Regions from separate parts of the Mus musculus genome. Here region 1 is linked to region 2. A link is a contact called in public promoter capture Hi-C data. All regions are on one chromosome and are shown on one strand. The core of a region is the stretch at or near the end of the contact, and the rest is flanking DNA. Distances in the headings are between cores, read along the strand shown. Region 1 holds the start of 9230114K14Rik (RIKEN cDNA 9230114K14 gene). Region 2 holds the start of Cpeb2 (cytoplasmic polyadenylation element binding protein 2).

Region 1 (2,700 bases), core at 139-2,638, 9.0 Mb before region 2:
GGACCCTCCTGTCTAGGAACTATAACAAGGAATACAACTGACAGGGGTGGAATTCTTCAGTAATGTAGGTACCTGAAAGATGCTCACAGGACTTTTCAGTGGCTCGTGTGTGTGTGTGTGTGTGTGTGTGTGTGCGCTCGAGTGCATGTGGGGGGGGGGGGAGGAGGGGGGAGAGGGAAGGAGTGAGGGAGGGAGAAAGACAGAGAGAGTCACTATATAGTTCTGGCTGTCCTGGAACTCACTACGTAAAACAAACTGACTCTGAACTCATAGAAATCTGCTTGGCTCTGCCCTCAGGAGTGCTGGGATTAAAGGTACTCACTACCATATCTAGCCTAACAGGTTGTCAATGTACATTTAGACAGTTGTGTTGGATATTGTGAAAGTTACAATATCATCTGTTGTGTTTCTGTTGTATTTAATCTTAGAGATTATCCTTCTGAGAATTTTCGAGGGACTAGAGCCAAGGAGCAGCAAAGGAGAGTCTTGACATGAAGTGATACCCTGTATTTGGGCTGATCCTTAGACCTCTTTCGCCCACACTTCTGGAAATGAATGTAATTGAGTATGCACAATGGCTGAAGGGAGAAAGATACACAACCTCTTAAGTGTCACCTTGCCTCAACAACTTGCCATTACAGTGGAGTCTTAATGGATGAGCTATTTGTTGATTTCCTTCAGTCCAGGTAACCATGTCTATAAAATGTCTTTCAGGGTTCACTCTACTAAGGAGCACAGCAACTAGGCATGCTGGGGCACGCCTTTAGTCCCAGCACTGGGAGGCAGAGACAGCCTAACCTCTGAATTCCAGGCTAGCCTCTTCTACAGAGCTTGTTTGTGGACAGCCAGAGCCACACAGAGAAACCCTGTCTCAAAAAACCAAACCAAACCAAACCAAACGAGGACAGAGATAGGGCTAATGTCTCTGAGTGCCTAATATGCACTCATATACACACAAACGGAGCAAGATTAGGGCAGAGGATTGGAGGCAAAATACAGTGCCCAGTGCGATTACCTCCAATTTTCTGAACCCTATACAAAACACCTATACCTTGAACAAATAGATGTTATCTGTTCTGGGGTGAATGGACAAAACGAGTCACAGTAATTAAAGTTAACATTTTTTCTCACCGCTACAGGGCATCTGGCGCAACAACTGCAAATTCTCGTTCTGGAGTTATAAATTGTGTCCTGCTTTGCCACTTGCCAGCTGTGTGATCTTGTTTTTCTTATCCTTCCTGAGCTTCATACCCTAAAAGCAAAAAGTATATACACAGCTGGATAGATTTCCTAAACAGGACTAGGCTTTTTCAACTTTCCCAACGAACTCCAGGCGGCAAGTGACAGCTTGAGGCGCGTTTCGGTCCTTAGCAGCAGCTCAGATCAGCTCTCAGAGAGACGCGAGGGGAAAGGGAGGAGCCCGCGGGAACTCAGAGCCATTTCAGCCAATCGCACAGCGGGCGGGACGGGAGTTCCCGCCTCCGGACGGCGTGCGCGCGCACCACGCCGGCACGCCCGCCGCGGAGGCGCGCACGCAGGCCCTGCCCTCGTCGCGGCCGCCATTTTAGCTCCTGGTTCGGGCCGCACGGAGCGGGCTGTGGTGGCGGGAGGGGTGGGGGTCCCCGCGAGTTGAGCCGCGGGCCTCTTGTGCGTGGATCCGGCTGCCGGAGTCTCTCTTCTTCCCTCCTTCCTAAGCGTCCGCTTCTGGGAGTGCGAGGATGTCCAAGAGGCATCGGTTGGACCTGGGGGAGGATTACCCCTCCGGCAAGAAGCGTGCGGGGACCGATGGGTAAGCCAGGCCGGGGCGCGCAGTCGCGGCTCGGGCTTTGTTGGATGGTGGCGGGGAGCAGGCCCGGCTGCCGAGCCTTTGTCTGCCGTCGGCCGGCTGGGGCGCGTGCCGAGTGTGTGCGGCCGGGGCGAGCGGCCTGTGGCGGCCACGAGGCCGCGGAACGGCGGGCGTGCGGAGCGGGCCGCGAGGCCTCGGTGCTCGCGTGAGGCCCGCAGCCGGAACCGGATGGCCAAGGGCACTGCCCCCGTGGGCGGCGGCGGGCGCTGTCTGTTTTGGGGGAGGATAGAGGCGAGCCGACCTCGGGGCGCACTGTTTGGCGGGAGACGAAGGGCCTTCTTCCATTGAGGCACTTCAGGAGAGGCCGTTGCCAACTTCCGCCCTCTGCCTGCCCTCCCGCCATCTCCTTTATTTCCTGCTTTGCTTAAAAGCCGGCTTTGCTTTTAAGTAGCATCACTGGGGTAGGCCTGTGAAAACACGTATTTCCCCCTCCGCTCTGGAAGTTATTTCTATCTCCTCCCCACTTTGGACGCACTTTTCAAAAAAGTGATCTTAAGCGTGTTTGAACAAACAACACCCACGTGCAGATTGAGAAAGGCTTACACCGATTCCTGGTCTGGCATTTTAGTTCCTTTTCTTAGACTTTTCGCAAAGACAGGGCATTTAGCAAGTAAGCAGTTGTATTATCATTTTCCAGTCTTTTCTTTCACAGTTCATACTTAAAATGTACTTTTGTTTATATTCCTACCCTCCCATTTTAATTAGTTGTATGTTTATGCTTCGGCAGTACAGGGATCTGTTGGGTTAATTAAAAAATATATCCACGGAAGTCCAAATGTCCAAAACAGTTGTAGGATTTTATCATTTTCTTATGTCTTGTGACACCGACTCGCTGTCAAGTCAGATGTGTGGTC
Region 2 (2,725 bases), core at 29-2,528:
TCCCCCTCCGGGGGGTCCCCCGCCCCCGCCGCCGCCGGGGTGCGGCAGGTCCGGGCTCTGCAGGCTGCTGAAGGCGCTGGTGCCGAGCGCCGCGCCGGGCAGGAGGGTGCTGGGGCTGTTGAGCAGAGGGTGGTTGGGCGACTCCATGGAGCCCGGCGCGGGGTTCACCGGCGGCGTCGAGGGGGGCAAGCCCGCATTGGGGGGCTCGGCGGCGCTGCCCTCGCCCGCGGCCGGGGTCTGGCGAGGGCTTCCCGCGCCTCCGTGGCGGCGCCGCGGAGCTGCGGGCGGCGAGGGCGGGAGCTGCGGGAGCTGGGGCAGGTCGACCGGGCGCTGCCGCTGGGCGAAGTCCTGCGGCGGGAGGTGCTGCGTGTGCGGGAGGCTGAACGGCTGAGAGCGCTGGGCGAGCGGCGCCGACTGCAGGAGCGGCCCGGGCGGTGGTGGCGGCGTTGGCGGTGTTGGGCTGAAGCGGCCGGGGCAGTGGAGCGGCGGCGGCGGCGGCGGCGGCTTCGCGTCCGGAGGGTGGGGACGGTGTGGCGGGCTCAACTCTTTCCTCTTCTGGCTGCTCAGCTGCTGCTGCTGCCGCTTACTGAAGTCCTGCGGGGAGGAGGTGCGGCAGCAGCAGCAGGAGGAGGCGGAGGAGGAGGAGGGGTGGTGCAGACTCGGTTTGAAGTCCTGGGAGGGGAGGAGGTGGGTCACACCCGCGTTCGTGCCGCCGCCGGGGTGGTGGCTGGGGAGCTGCTCTGCGGCCGCCGCCCCCGAGAGCGGCCTCGTCGGCTGCTGTGTCAGCCCGAGCAGTAGCTCATCCTGCACGGCCTGGGGATGCGCCACGAGCGGGGAGGAAGAGGAAGCTGCGGCTGAGCTGGCCGCGCCGCCGCCCGAGGGGATGGCGAAGGGGGAGGCGGCCTCGGAGAAGCCGGTGACAGGCAACGGCGGCGGCGACAGCGGGCCGAAGGGCGTGGCGGGCGGCCCGGCGGCGAAGGGCCGGTAGGCGCTGCCGCCGGGCGAGGATCGTGGGCTGCCGCTGCGCAGCAGGGCAGTGTGCAGCACCCCGAACCCGAAGTCCCGCATTTATCAGGCCGGCGGCCGCGGCAGGAGACGCACCCCGTCCCCTGCCCCGCCTAGAAAGCCCCGGGAGCCGTGGCGGCGCGGCCGTGGTGGAAGGATGGGGTCAATGGGAAAGGGACACTGTGACTGAGCCGGGGCACCGACTTGGGGCCCCGCCGCCCCTCACGGAGGCCACCGCCGCCTCCCGGAACCGGCTCCGGCACCACCGCCGCTGCCTCGGCCGCCGCCGCCCTCGCCGCTTAAGAACCCCGGAACGTGCGTCAGCAGCCACCTCACAATCGCGCCGCCCCTTGTCGCGCGCCCTGGCACGCGCGAGCGCGCCGCCGCCGCCGCCGCCGGCCTCGCCCCGCCCCGCCCCTCATTAGCGTGCGTTGTGGACCCTGCGAGGCAGCGGGCGCGCGCGGCGCGTCCCTCAGTCCAGGACCTTGAATGGAGCCCAAGGGGGTGAAAAAAAAGCCGGTGGAAGTTGGGGAGACGGCTAATGGGTCTCGAGCACCGTGCGCGTGCGCACGGAGGCGAGCACGCGCGGGCGTTGCGGACGGTTCCTGGGCAACCGCCCCTCCTGTCCCCTGTCGCACGCGCCCCCTCCTCAGGCCCCGCCCTGTCCCAGCCCCTGGGGTCACGTGAAGTGCCGCTGTCCCAGACCTGCTAGCAGGACTAGGGCGCTAAGCTTGCAGGACTCTAGAAGGTCCCATGCTCTGTGGTCGGGTGCGAGCCGCGCGTGCTGTCACCCACCCTTGCCACCGCTGGAAGGCATTTTTTTTTGTTTGTTTTTTAAGAGTAAAACGCGAAACACCGGCGCCTTTTGCAGCAAACATTTCCACTTCAGCAAGGGGAACAAAGTCTGGGAGCCGACAGGGCTCTGCGTGGTTACTCGCGCAGGAGAGCTCTGAGTAGGTTCTGAGACCAGCTCCTCCTGGCCCCGCTGCTGCAAGCCCTGGGTGCGCTGTCACCACAACCCAGGGGTGCCGGACTCCTCCTCTACAAGTTCTTTCTGGCTTCCTTCCCCCGGGAGACTCTCATCGGAACATTTCCGAAGCTTTATTAATTTTCAAGGGAGAAAGATTTCTCACATCAGGGGGGAAAGGAGATTGTGACTCAGCAGCGGACTTGTTGAGGCTTGTAAAGTGGAAGGGGAAAGGCTTTCCATGTAGACAGAGGAGCGCTGGATGGGGACTTAATCCAGTGTAATTCCTCCCCACAGGAACATTTTACACAGAGAAAACCACACTTGACTGTTTAGTCCAATGATAACTGATCCACACGACATAATAAAGAATTGTATGTTCTTAGTTTTTATTTTTAAGTTTTCCTGGTGCTTAGAAAACTGAAATTACTGAATGGATTCCAGAAATACCTACTGAAATCTCAACAGTTTGCAGAAAGTTGATTCAGACTGGACTAATGATGTTGTAACTTACTAGTCTCTTAAGGAAGTTAGGTAGATGTCTTTCTGAAGCCCCTGTCAGTTGAATTTGGTTCCTCATCTTATTTCAAAAGTATGCAAGTCAAATAATCAGTAAAAAGAGAACAGCACTTCAAAAAGAAAATACTTTATAAGATCTATGTGTGATTAATAAGCTAAGTTTCCCAAAAACATATTTTATAAAATTCATTTACTTCAGAAATTAGCATGATAAGCAGAATGTTGTTTAAAAGT

The links. Promoter capture Hi-C pulls out the DNA fragments that hold promoters and counts their contacts.
Region 1: a promoter capture Hi-C map of pre-B cells shows a contact between it and region 2. The contact joins the promoter of 9230114K14Rik here to the promoter of Cpeb2 in region 2. A contact is called at or near these places in 1 of 39 promoter capture datasets (pre-B cells) and 1 of 484 Hi-C or Micro-C datasets (CD4 T cells).

Annotation. Positions count from the first base shown.
Region 1 is chr5:52,189,369-52,192,068 of GRCm38.p6, reverse strand. It overlaps 9230114K14Rik (RIKEN cDNA 9230114K14 gene), which reads right to left and starts at 1,388. Exons shown (of 4, transcript NR_015537.2): 1 at 1,132-1,388. Dhx15 (DEAH (Asp-Glu-Ala-His) box polypeptide 15) reads left to right here and starts at 1,523. Exons shown (of 14, transcript NM_007839.3): 1 at 1,523-1,789. The coding sequence starts at 1,719.
Region 2 is chr5:43,231,806-43,234,530 of GRCm38.p6, reverse strand. Cpeb2 (cytoplasmic polyadenylation element binding protein 2) reads right to left here and starts at 1,278. Exons shown (of 12, transcript NM_001368806.1): 1 at 1-1,278. The coding sequence starts at 1,068. All of the region lies in intron 1 of Gm7854 (predicted gene 7854), which reads left to right.